Regions from separate parts of the Pan troglodytes genome. Here region 2 is linked to region 1. The links are chromatin contacts, called in public Hi-C maps. All regions are on one chromosome and are shown on one strand. The core of a region is the stretch at or near the end of the contact, and the rest is flanking DNA. Distances in the headings are between cores, read along the strand shown.

Evidence for each region. A called contact is a pair of places that touch in the nucleus more often than the background predicts.
Region 2: a contact with region 1 is called in a Hi-C map of stem cell-derived neural progenitor cells, with 7 times the contacts expected there. The contact joins the promoter of TRPC4 here to the enhancer-like site in region 1. A contact is called at or near these places in 4 of 7 Hi-C or Micro-C datasets (blood, induced pluripotent stem cells and stem cell-derived neural progenitor cells), 1 of 1 datasets of contacts at active chromatin or transcription factors (stem cell-derived excitatory neurons) and 1 of 1 other capture datasets (stem cell-derived neural stem cells).

Annotation. Positions count from the first base shown.
Region 1 is chr14:36,755,535-36,762,584 of NHGRI_mPanTro3-v2.0_pri, reverse strand. The region is part of intron 8 of TRPC4 (transient receptor potential cation channel subfamily C member 4); the gene reads left to right. Among named protein-coding and RNA genes, the nearest start is that of POSTN, 45 kb to the right of the region's middle. Within about 2 kb of position 2,399, at least 3 of the 24 cell types and tissues checked have an H3K27ac peak or open chromatin away from gene starts, as enhancers often do. A contact at or near this core is called in stem cell-derived neural progenitor cells and stem cell-derived neural stem cells, where this site is marked.
Region 2 is chr14:36,976,589-36,983,638 of NHGRI_mPanTro3-v2.0_pri, reverse strand. TRPC4 (transient receptor potential cation channel subfamily C member 4) reads left to right here and starts at 3,818. Exons shown (of 11, transcript XM_509635.6): 1 at 3,818-4,518.

The DNA of each region.
Region 1 (7,050 bases), core at 1,150-3,649:
GGACATACAAAGACAATGAGATACACAAACAACTATTAATTAAAAGGTGACATTTAAGGAACAGTGACAGTCACTTTGTGAAACTAGCACATGGCTTAGAATATACCATTATACCCCAAAGGGATCTTAGATATCATTTAGCTCAACCATTTCTTTTAAAAGATAACCTGTTTACTTTGCCCATTGTCTCATGCTTTCTTAGAGACAGAGCAGGGGAAAATTGCTGGGTCTTCCATTGTTTCCCAGTTCAAACTGCTTTCCATCACCCTCTCTTATTTCCCTGAGAAGTCTGGTGAACATGCAGCAATACCTTCACTGTTGTGTCTTTTGATTGTTCTCAGCAGCCTTTGCAGATCCTATCATTGTTTTCAGCTGCCTCTTAGACTCCTGTGTCCCGAATCCCTTGTTTACCAGGCTGGTTTACCTTCTGCCCTTATCCTCAACTTGCTTATCTTTATGCTGCATTTTTGAAGCAGAAAATTCAAGCTACACTGGAAGTGACTTCATTCTTTGAAGTATTTTTCTGTAACCTTCCCATTTGTAGTTCACTTACTGACACTCGTCACCCAGCCTTTGAGTAAATGTCACTCTGCTGCTCATTCCATTCACGTTCCCAGGAAATGCCTGGGAAACCAGTACTCTTCAGGGTTGCTACATTGGCCACTCTCTAGGAGCCCATTATTGATGATCTTATCGTGCTATTTATGGCTTCCCAGTAATACTGATACAACTAGCTCTGAAAACTCATTAATTCGTATTTCTTTGTAACTCTGGACTTCATTTAATGGTTGATTGGGAGTTCCAGGTAAATTAATCTTTCACTTGACTGCTTTATGGGAGAAAGCATAAATGAAGCAGAACTGCTGTATTATTGAGCACAACATTTGTGATAGAAAGCAAACCCATTATTGAGAGATACTTCCTCTCTGGGCTATTATAAAAATCTCACGAAAAAGGCAGCCTATCCAAATAAGAAACACACTCTTAACTTGTGTTTTTGACATTGCTTCCTGTCAAATGTTTTGTTTAACCTCATTTTATCAGCAAATACCCTTCTTATCATTACAGCATTTGTTCTCAAATATTTTAGCATACAAGAATTGTCAGGAGTCTCCATTTTAACAAGCATTTCCAGTTTACAACTTTAACTAGACATTTCTATTCAAGACAGCATTGGTATCTACCACAATTTTTTTGAAGTTTTTTAATCTTTAATTCGTGTGAGTACCTAGTAGATCTGAGCTTTTTAAGCTAAAACGAAGCCAGGCTTCATGCTGTTGCTCAAAAAGTCCCGATCCATTTAATTCAAGTACGAAGATGCTATTATAATACAATACTTCCCCAAAGCATTTAATTAATGTGAGACATATTTAATGTCACAGACTAGGTTTCTAAACGAAATGTTTACATTTATATGTTACCATACCGAACCAAAAAAAAATACTAGTTCTTTTGATAAAATCATAAAAAATGTTTTTAACTTCCTTAGTTTTATGTTTTCCACTTTTTGGTTTTCTCTCAAGCACATGGTGAGAAGAACAGGAGGCAGGATGGTCTCTGGAAGATCACTCTGAGCATCACACAGCCCTGAGATACAGGTGGAATATTCAAGCCTGACTAGCTGCCCCAGAAATATGCCCAGTTAAGTCACTACAAATGAAATTAGAAACTGTGAATAGATTAGCAACAGCTATCATCACTAAAGAAAAAATGCTTATAGTACATGCCTCTCAGACTTCATTTATAGTGGCAATTTGTCAAAATGTATTGCTCCCTAATCTTTAGGACACTTAGTAGGCCTAATGACAAATCTTACAGATATGACAGTTTTCATCCGTGAGTGTCTCCGGATTCCTAAATTACTGCTGCAAGATTTGTTGGCAGGGCCTTTTGATGAAACTTTATTTCCCCAGCGGGGATATATAGAAATTAATTGCTTGATATTCTTGGTATTTCAAGAGTGAGTTCCTGAATATTTGGTTTGACAATACAACATTCAGGCATTTCACGTGAATTATTTTGATATGCTTAGAAAATGTGTTCATGAAAAGCAGTAAGCAGATGTATGCTATAAGGGTGCAGAAAGACTGTTTATAGAGAACAATATGTAGATCCATCTGCAAAGAAGCCAAACTGCAATTTTTTTGTAAAGGGATCACATCCCGGAATGCCCTCTTGCCTTTTTAGTTTTCGTGAAAGGAGAAGAACACAGCAAGCTGCATGGCTTAAGGAATTCAAGGAGCAAAGCAAAGACTAAAAGGCATAATTCATGGGCTTAAAATTCACTGCTAGACCAAAACCAGAGTGGAAATGAGAGAAAATGGCATTGAAAATTGACAGCAGGGACTAGCTACATGAAGTGAGTGTGACATTCCACATAGTGGACCTGGAGAGAACCGGAGATAAGAGTGACAAAATGTCACAGCTCACTCTCCAGAGACCTCTCTTTTCTAGCTGCAAAATCTTCCCTGCTCTAAAGAAACCTGAAACTTCTATTGAAATTCCAGAGTTTCCTTGCAGCAGCAGCAGTTTCTCACTAGATGGTCTTTCTCTTTAACATGAGTTCTCTGATCCAAACACTGCCATTGTCTTGCCCTAACAAATTAGGAGGAACCTGCAAACTGTGAATTATGCTAATGTGGCAACAGGTATGCCCTCATCTTCTCCTTGAAAGCTACTTTGCCAAGGAATATTCCACACACAGTCTAGTGACTTCTGATGTAGTTTGTGAAGAAAAGTGCCAACTTAAGGAGAACTTCTTCTAAAATATTTTTCCTAGACACTCAGTTAAGGAAGAAAAGTCCTTGATTTGTCATAAAATCCATTTTTTCTGTCTTAAACACAACTCACAACCAATCTAGTTTAACAAAAAAAAGCTGCAAAATGCAAGTTCCAGAAATTTCTTTCTTTTTTTTTTTTTCTTTTTTTTTTGAGATGGAGTCTCGCTCTGTTGCCCAGGCTGGAGTGCAGTGGCGCGATCTGCACTCACCGCAGGCTCCACCTCCCGGGTTCACACCATTCTCCCACCTTAGCCTCCTGAGTAGCTGGGACTACAGGCGCTTGCCACCACGCCTGGCAAATTTTTTTGTGTATTTTTAGTAGAGACGGGGTTTCACCGTGTTAGCCAGGATGGTCTTGAGCTCCTGACCTCGTGATCCACCCTCTTCGGCCTCCCAAAGTGCTGGAATTACAGGCGTGAACCACCGCGCCCGGCCACAAGTTCCAGAAATTTCTATGTGATATTGTACACTTGAGCTCATTCACTGAGAAATCCTTTACTCCTAACACAGGTCTACCATGCTATAATTCTACCTAAGTTATTATTTTTAGTAAAATTAGAGAACACAGTTAATGCAGATTACTCTGTCAACGTTTAACATGCAAATGGCTTGAAAGAAAATTAAATACCCATTTTCTTAGGTATTAAAGCTAAATGCCCACTTAGGTATTTTTAAATGAAATGGCTTTCATTATATTACTTTTAATCACAAATTGTTCATTTCTCCTGTTCTCGGTCATTTCCAGTGATAATTATAAGAAAAAAAATCTTCTCTTAAGGTAACAAATCCCTTTGAAGTTCAGCTGATCTTTACCCAACAAAAAAGGATATGAATGTCCTCAATATAATTGATGGTAGTTCTATTGTGTAATATTCAATGGTGTCACTAATTGCCAAAAATTATTGTGATGTTTATTGCAAAGAGTACATATATTATGAGTTGAATTGTATGCCCCTTCAAAAAAGATATGTTGAAGTCCTAATCCCCTATACATAGATTGTGACCTTATTTGGAAATAGGATCATTGCAGACATACTTAGTTAAGGCGAGATTATACTAGAATAGGGTCCTTGTAAGAACATGGCCATGTGAAGACCGAGACCCAAGAAAAACACCATGTGAGATTGCAGATGGGCACCTGCAAGCCAAAGAACTCCAAGAATTAACAGCCACCACCAGAAGCTAGGAAGTCTCATTCCCACTTGGTGCTGCTGCTAGATGACTATCAATGAAATTACACTTTCATCACATGTCACTCAACTAGTCAAAATCCCCAGGTGCCTAGTAACCACTGGATTCATGTGCCATCTGAAATTCTACATTAAGAGTCCACGCTAACTTCCCACTACAATCTAATCTGTATATTCCCAGTAGCAAAGACTTTGCAACTATCCTGCCAGAAGTCTCCATAATGTGCCTCTCACTTTCTAACCCTAGCATATTTGCTCATCCTACTCCAATCATCTAGAACACCTGTGCACCTCCCCTTGTCCTAATCCTGTGATTCCTTCATGACCCATCTAATACCGCATTCTCTATAAGAGGGCTGTTACGGCTTCTTTCCTTCACACAGTATTACCTCCTTCTCCCCTGTACTCAAATAACACACTTACAGCACTTCCCGTGTTTTCTTTTGTATTTGCCTTCATGTGTAGTCTTTCATGATCTTGGCAATCCACCTTTTGGACTATAAGCCATTTAAGGGCAAAAGTGTGCTTTATTCATCTCTGGTTTCTTGCACTCCACTGCCATACACATGTAGTCATTTAATAAATATACCTTAAATTAGCCCTACAAGTTAAGAGAGTTCTAATTCCAAAATGGAGCCTTGAGACAAGCTGGCTTTACTCCCTGCCATGGAAAACCAAACCCAAATATACAGTGCCAGGATTATCACCAGAAATATCCCAGGACTCAGATAGGAGGCAAAGCCCATCTAGGGGTCACAGAGAAATGAAAAACTCCTAGCACATGGTAAAAGAATCGTATTTCTGGCCAGGCACTGTGGCTCACGCCTGTAATCTCAGCACTTTGGGAGATCGAGGCAGGCGGATCTCAAGGTCAGGAGTTCGAGACCAGCCTGACCAACATGGTGAAACCCCCGTCTCTATTAAAAATACAAAAGTTAGCCAGGTGTGGTGCCATGCACCTGTAATCCTAGCTACTCAGGAGGCTGAGGCAGGGGAATGGCTTGAATCTGGGAGACAGAGGTTGCAGTGTGCCGAGATCATTGCACTCCAGACTGGTGACAGAGTGAGATTCTATCTCAAAAAAAAAAAAAAAAAGAAAGAATCGTATTTCCATATACAGGATGCCCTTCTCTTCAATCTGCCTGGCACCAAGAGTGTAAACAATTTCTCCCAACTCAAGGTTCCTACACTGAAAAAACTGAGATCTGAGGTAGACAACCAGCTTCCCCAATATCTTGCATTCCCTAGAAGTAGGCTTCTCCTTGCCTCAACCCATGAAAATCATCCTGAGTCCCTGAAGAGACATATCCCTGAGCTCAGCCAGAGACAAAGGCAAAGATGGAACTCCCATCCCCAGGCCTGGAGACTCTGCTCTGTAACTCGACCAAATGAGATGCCAAATCAGAGTGGCTCCTCAGTAGCGACATGTTGTAGGAGGTACATTCCACAGCTCTGCTGGGCAGGAACCCCTAGCCAGCTTTCTCTTTTGCTATGACCTCTGAATTTTCCTCGGAGTTTCTATATCAATGCTCACATATGGCTGTCTCATTAGGGTCATAGCAAAAATTCAATGTCATGCCGAAAAGTTCATAAAACTTCTGGGCTCCTCCAAAGATGACTGCCTACAGAGTCTGGGTCACATCTATCCAAATTTACCAGAACTATTCTCTTACTCTATCACTTACATGCACGTTTTCCTACCTCTAAACCTCTCTACTGCCAAAGCTGAAGGCATCTAACGATTTAGCTGAAGGAAATGCTCCACAAGCATGAATTACCATCAAAATCATGCAAAGGGACACAGTTAAATGTAAGTATATTATTTTACTTTCTCAGAGGTAATCGTAATATGTGTCCTACTATGCACAAGCTTTGAGAATCAGATTTTTAAAAGGCTATTAAATCACATTATTAATCAAAAAGGAAAAAAATGCAAAGAGGACAAGAACTAACATTAGTTAGCAACAGATGCCATAAATCTCTTAGCTCATTTAATCTTCAGAATTACCCATGGAGTTTATCTTCACCCTGCAAATAAAAAATCAGGGAAGAGGGAGGGTGTCAGAGTTAAACTCCCTGACTAGGCGCAGTCAGCTTCAAACCCAGGTGTAACCCCTGGGACCATATTCTTAATATCACACCACACTTTCTCCTAGAAAGTAGGAACTGGAAGGGCATAATGGTAATGATCACTAAACAGCCTATTCTGTCATGCTAATCAGGGAAACAGAGATTAAACAGATGAGAGCTCTATCAGCCGCATAATTTAGCATTAATTATTTGGTGAGCGCACTGCATTCATTTTGAGTTTTAGGTTCAGAAGACAGTTAACCTCATCTATTCCTATTTTTCTAGCTAGAATGTTGAAGTTCATTGCCTAATAAAATTTCATAAAACTAAAAAATAGTTTTGTGGTATTACCACATAATTGTGGAATATAATTGGTTAGCAAAAACAATGAATCGCATTAACTTAGTCTTAAACCTGGACTATATAAACTGAATAACGCCTGAAAGGTACCATAGTGAACATTTTTAGTGTTCCTCTCTCTTTTTGACAATCCATTTTGATTTTTTAAGTTTTTTCCCAAGAAAATTAACCTAGAATTATCATTTAAAATGTAGTCTTTGACCTTTTTATATTTGTATTAAAATTTTTTGACGTTGGATGAGTAAGATTCTACTGAAGGAAAGACAGTTTGTACTCATTTTAATACTAAAATGTATCATGATAATTTTCACTTATTACTCCTAATTTTCTGATTCTGTCATCCTCAATTGTAGTTTGATGTTAAAGAAATTTAAAGTTAAATCCTGACTTCTAATTGCTCTCTGTTGAAAATTTCCTTATTGGATTTTAGAAGGATAGGATTCTAAAACACAGTAGTGAAATGTTATAGAATCCCAAAACAATAAAAATTAAGTAGACTAAATTCTTTCTATATTAAATTAAGAGTTTCTAGCTACTTAAATAATGAAAACCAGATCTCTGTTATAATATTTATGGTGAGAATGTTAAATAAATTGATGTATGACTCACTTTAGTATTTTAGTTTAAGTAAATTTAAGGAGATCTAGAAG
Region 2 (7,050 bases), core at 2,569-5,068, 220 kb before region 1:
AACATAGACTCTGTAAGTATTTGTTGAATGAATGTTGAGACTGGGATTTTAAAATTAGATAACATGATTCCAGGGTCTATGAAGTTAATGACTAAGCAATTGCCTTAAACATGAAATCATTTTTTAAAAGCTTGAAAAAAATAAGTGAATATGAGAGGAAAAAGATATTAGGAGCATTGAAGTACTAAAATAAATTATCAGGGAAAATTTGATAGTTTAACGTTTGTAAGAATGAAACATCTTTAAAATAAATAACATTACCTCCAAATTTAACAGAGAATTAAACCTCAGAAATATCTTCCATAAATATGGGAATGTACTAATGTTCAAATATTAAGAGTTATTATTAACCAAATGGGGGAATAGCAACAAAACCCCGTAAGTATTGAAAAAGTATGTAAACTCACAAAAAGAAACAAGTAGCAAAGTATACAAAATATAAAAGTCACCGTTTCTAGTAACACAACTTATTGAGATACCATTTTCTTTCAAGTAGGAAATCAGTCAAAATAAAAAAAGAAAAGAAGAAAAAGGACCTTAAAGATGCCCCGTATTGATGAGGGTTCAATGCAACAAGCTCCCTTATAACATACAGCATGTACTTTAAAATATTTCTGCATCATGACACAGGGCTGTATTACTAGGAATCTATTCTGAGGACATAATCAGAGATACAGAAAAAAATGCTTGTGTAATGGCTTTCAACAAAAGTATACCAGTAGGGAATAATAGTATAAAAACAATTACATTTTCAAGACCTGAAAAATACTTAAGTATTTCATAGAAATAAGTAGTGATTCATTAAAATTAACATTTTTGAATAACATTTTGATAACTTAGAAAATGTTAATTTTTTAAAAAAATAGGCAGGTAAAAGCTGTGTGTATAGCATGGCCATGTAGGTTAGATTGAAGCCTCATTACATTGATGACAGAACAGAGGATTCTAAAACCTGGAGCAGGAGCCAAATCCAAAAGTTAAGCTGAGGTGGAGCCCCTTCAGTGAGTTTGGGTGAGCCCTTGTGCAGTAGGAGGTAAAGGCCTGGTCACAAAGGTGGAAGACAGGTCACATGGGCATCAAAGACAATGATAACCTATTTCTTAATTTATCTTAGCATCAGAAAGGCCAATATCATATACTTCATGATGGCATCATACACAGATGCATTACTGGCATATAAAAATGCTGATGGTGACACATATGCATGAATAAATTCTCCAAATACTTGTCTCTGTGACTTTGTCTCTATGTCTGAGGTATAACAGCTTTGAAATAGTGTTTCATACATGTTACATGTCAGTTCCTAAACAGAACAATAACCTTTAGGAGTAAATTGAAAATTGTATTCCTAAAACAATTGTGATCCCAATTCTACAGTATACTTTAACTATAAATAGACATTACAGAGAATTGTTTTACTGCTATCATTTCTTGGGTCACTTGTCTCTTGCTAATTTGGAAACATGAGTGCTTTCTTGTTCTGTTTAATAAGGTACTAAAAATAAATTCTAGATAGCATATAACATTTTATTGTAAATTTCTTTGACTTCAATGAATTGCATTTTATGTGGAGTGCAGGTTCGTAGAATGCTGCCAAACTCGTATGTTTAAATTGTTAAAAATAAACTCTTTGGATTGCTAATGACTGTAGTATATGCAATTCACCAGATTGTTTAAACAGATTTCAAATAATTTTCCTGTAATTGCTAATCATTTTGTAGGAGACCTGAGACCAGCAATCAATAATCACATGAAACTGTTGAAAAGGAGGCTCAGTGATCAACACAAATTCTTCTTTCCATGGGAATACAGCCTGCTCAGATGGCTGACATATATAGTGCTCTCCTTGGTGTTCTTTTCTGTTACATATTTATTGCAGTTTCATAGGCACCTTTTTATGGAAAGAAATAACAAATTAGAAAAAATTGGTATAATATCTCTTTGCTGACATCATGACAGAGATAACATTTGCTATAAAGAACAAATCCTTAGAGGGCAGGAGCATCTAACTTGGTACAGATGCTAAGGTTGCAAAGTAAAGTTCATCACTTCTAAACAATGGACAAGTTTGTCACTGATCAGCTTTTCTCTTGCATGTATTTTAATATGCATTATAAAGACCTATACTCATTTCAGTATGTGGAATTCTATCTACCACGGGTTGATCTCAAAGATATAAACTCAAACACAATATGTAGAATTTTGTTTTTCAGGCTGAGAAGAAACATTGTCAATAAATGTCACAAAAATACTTATAGTTCCATTAAATAAAATAGATTTCCATATATATGTTTACAGTCTCCCCTCCCTTGTTAGAAAGTGGACTTGAATTTATTATAAAGTTATTACCTTGTCTACTGATAGATACATTTTGCATATTTTTAAAAGCCATCATTTAATGTTAAGAAAAGTAAAGAACTGTTTAAACCTGTCAATATATTCTTCTTGTAGTAAAGAGTAAAAAGAGATTCAAGGAAGGAAAAAAGCCTTCTGTCGTTCTCTCCTTTGTTTACTGCAGAAGCATTGTAGAAACCAGGTTTATCTCAATGTATCTTAGTATTTTGGGAAGGACTAGAGGTAGTGCTCTCAGAAATTTAGAATAGGGGTCTAGCTGAGCTGGGAACAAACCCACAGAGGAGCAGTTAGGCAGGGAGAAAGATAAATTAACAAATAAGAAAAGTGACTTAAAAAAAAAAAGCAGCATGCACAGTTACCCCAGTGTGATCTCTGGTAATATCCTCTTTACTCATGTGAAAACTATTTACAAAAACCTCAACTCATGTGAACTCTGAAGTGGGTAGGGGAAGATAAAAAAGGAAATTCTTTAATTTTGTGCTTTAGAGTCTGAATATGGATGCCAGTTTGTCACTTTATATTCCTTGGGAATATTCCATGGGAAGAAACTGGTCCTCCTTGCAGTCGGCACAGCACAGCTTCCCAGGTGTAACAACGTGGTTGGGACAGGAGAAAACGGTTTCTCCTAAGATTTTGCGCAGACTGGAAGCTGAATCAGGCGTCTGCTGGGACACAATCAGAGACCAGCAGCTAACCTCAGGGCTTTCAGAAAATAACGGCAATCAGGTAGAAACAGAGTCTCGAGGAGGGTAATTGCCAGCTAGGATTCCTCAAGGGCTCCACTCTCTATCTTACACGTGAACTCTATCTTTCTCTGGGTCATGGGGTCACAACCAATTAAGACTTTCCGAGTGACAAGCTGGGAATCACCGTGTTGCAGTTACAGCAAGTGTTATTGCCAACTTTGCCAATAGTGTGTGTGTGGTTTGTGTGTGTGTGTATTCCTCTCTGTACTTTAATCTTATTTTCATATGTGAACACTAAAGAGATTGGACAAGAGATAACGTTTATCTTGAAATCTCACTCTCAGTAAGATGGTACCAGTATCGCGCACACACACACTCGCACACACTCGCACACACGCACATCACCTGCAGCCGCAGAACCTTGCACCCTTGGGCTGGCTCGCGTCTTAGGGTTTTGGTATATTTGGTGGAAACTTGCTGATTTCCTATGCCTTTTGGAAAGACCAAGCTGGATGAGGGTGGTTGGAACGCTGTGGCTCATCATTTATTCATTGCGACTGTTTTGATTGTTGACACTAGTGGCAAGCCGCATCCTCCAGCTCTTGCAAGGGAAGTCTGACACCTTGAGGACAGGAGAGGGGGTGCCAGTCGCCCAGAGAAGCGGGAGTGGGAGAAGCTTTGAGAGTTGCAGGGGACTACTTTTTTCCGGTCGGGCGGCGGGCCTCATGGGTGCTTGTTTACCGGGCTGGGAGCAGGGCATTCAAAAGCTGGGTGTCGGAGCGCACTGAAGTCCAACACGCCTGCAGAGACCGCCCTAAGCCTGGAGGTGTGTCTGGCTTGCATCCAGGACCACAGGGTGGATTCTCGCCACCGACTTGGTTGGATGACGGCTGGCTGGTGGTGAGCTCCCCTGCCCACTGGCTGACCTCAAGCAGTTGGCCCCGGTAGGTGGAGGCTATTCGAGGGGGACAAGCTGGGGACGCAGCGTCAGCTCCTGCCAGCGCGCGGGTCTCCTCCACCTCCAAGCAGTGTGGTGCGTGGGACGCGCATCTTCCCGGACTATCCCTTTCCAGCGCGGTCTGTGCGGACCCCGAGCCCGGCAGCCACCAGGGACGGAGGGCGGGGTGCCTTTCTCTGGGCTCATCCGCTGTCAGCCGTGGGAACTCTTAACTTTATCCAGAGGGATCGGTGCAGGCGGGGGTGGGAGAGGTTCTCCTCCCCTGGCGGTTACCTCCCCCTCCCGGGCCGCCCCTCCCCCGCCTCCCATGGCTTCGCTTTCAGAGCATCCTCACTCCGCCCAGTTCGGTGCCAGCTGCGTGGGCTCCAGCTTCGTTCGTTTTCCTTGGAATGCTCCAAAACTCAGCAGCGACTAAGGGAATTCCATTGGAATTTGCCGGGCGTGCTCTCACCCCGCACGGCACCCGCGCCGTCCGTCCTCGGATCCCGTCACTTCAGCCCGAAGATTGCAACTTTGCAGGTAAAGAGGATGTCGCCTCGGGGCTCCGTTCGACCGGAGCTACACCTCGCCTTCTTTCTGGGATCTCGGTTAAGTTTCCTAAGCTGCCTGGGAAGCCGGCTCTCTTCTGGGAGGCGGACATCCCCGCGGGGTTAGGAGTTCAAAAGGTTCTGGCTATGTGGTTTCTCTTCAAGGCTCAGGAAAAAAACCTGTGAAGCTTTCGGTGCTTGACTCGGGCTGAGCAGGAGTTTGGGGGTGCTCCTCAGTCTTCCGCCGCACTCGGCTTTAAAGCAGGGGAGAGGGCGAGGAGTGAACCCCCGGTGTGACTTATATGGTAAACAAAGGAGCTGCAGCCACGCCGTGGTGCTGGGGAATGTGGCCGTTTTTAGCCTTTTATGCATTTGGGGAAAATGGAGATCTCGGGGGCATCTGGGTGCATATAAGTGAGGCCTTAGCTCTCCGGCACTTAAAGTAGGGTAACGAAGGAAGGAGAGTGATCAATATTCTACCGATCGATTACATTCTGCGTCGTTTTCATTCTCTGTCAAGAAACAGAAACACTTTTATCCGTGTTGCCCGACCCAGGCTAGTGATTCCTAGTTCGCCTGGCAACCGAGATTCCAATGAAGCCAATGAAGCCAATGACCCGGTTTGCTACTTGGTTAAATCACTGGGATTCACTGCACAACTTGTTGTTCCAGCTGTGAAGTCAGCTGTCTTTTGCGACTAGAGACAAGAGAATACTGGAAAGGCATCGAGGATTTAGGAGAGCTGAGGAAAGGGATCTCTTATCTTGTCTGCCTGCATTCACTATGGTGTATCCACTATGGTGTATCCCTGTTCACATGGCTTCTTAGGGAGGCCCTTCCCAGTGAAATTCCATAGCTAGAAAATGCAGCAAGTTGCTTAAGGAGTAAGCACCAAGCCAAAGGAGTAGGAGGAGACAGAAGGAAGCTTTAGTTGTTTTATTAAAAAAAAAAAAAAAAGACAGACTTGTAAAACTTTTTCAGTTTTAATAAAACACCGCCTCTCAGAGCTCATATAATTTCTGCCTTTCCTTTCACAGTACATAATCACAGCACAAAGAATATTACAAATTCTTTAAGCAAAAGGTTTACTGGAGGGTTTTTTGGTTTGGGGTGTTTTTGGTAAAACTCTAAATTAGACATTGAGAGTAAGAGTGGGTGGAGATGTTAAAATGTTGAAATCTTCATCATTGTGTTGGGTTTGCTATTTAAAGTTACATTTGTAGCGCCTACTTTTTTATTCACCTGGACACTATTGTCCAGAAAACATCCTTCTTAAATGTTTAAGGGGGAAAAAAAAAAGCAATAAGATCAATTTCAATTTACTTGCTCACTGGTCATTCTGAAAGATATATGAGTCGGAATAGATTTTCATTACTTATAACCTTTAAAATTTTGTAATGGTTATATTATTTATTTTTCTGTTGCACTTATTTCCAAAAGGTCAAGATAAAACTGCATTAAAAAGTCTATGACAGAGTTAAAGTTCTCTTTGAATTTTATAGCTATTTTAATTATTAGACCGGTAAGAGACCAAATAACTTTTCATATAAAATAACCTTAATCGATTCATACTGTGTATTAATAGGAAATAACAGAAGCAATCCTTATATTCTTTCTCATTAGCGGAAATTTTAATGTCTTATTCTATACACACATTTCAAACTAACTTTCTAACTTATGCTCCATGGAGAACTACAGCCATCTATAGGACTGAAAAGTTACCTGTTTCAACATCCTCATTTAGGAATCCAAAGCTAAATAAATATTAAAAAACAACAACTTATGTTTATAAACTATTACATCATTTTAATTGGTAAGGAATCTGGAAGTTAGATTGGCTATTTTTCAATATTTGGATGGCTGTGTCTATCAATATTTTTGTGAACTAGATGTTGTTATAAACTTCACTGTAATAACTAAGCTTAGAAAAATTGCTGTTTCTGAACTGTAGATGAAAGATAGAAACAATGACAATCATTATTTTTAATTTTTCTTTTATGATTTCAAAGTAATAAACATCTGATCATCTAGTCAAATGCTATCAGCATACCCTGTGATAAAGACAATTACATTTGTATTGAAATATAATAACCCCCTTTAAGATGCACTGATTTTAACCCCACTGAATTAAAACTAATTTTAAGTGTATATTTTTGGAAATAGTCTGTTATATTTTTATACCTGCATGTTTAATTGCCAGGATTATTTATAACAGTTCAGATGATCAGCATTATAGTTAGCAGCTGAAAACTGAAATAATTTCTCTTTTCTGATCGATGCATATATTGGAACAAAAATAAAAATATGCACACATTTGTTCAATAGTAAGTATTGTAACTATCAGTGCTTAAAGTTAGTATAGATATATAAGTAAAGATAGATATATGAGAAATACTAAGCAGTAGCTAGAACTATAAAATTAGGGACTGAATATTTTATGAAAATATGATTGTTGTATTTTTGAAAATAATGTCAGGTAAAGGGAAAATACAATAAACTATTAAATTTTCCTTTTTCCAAAACC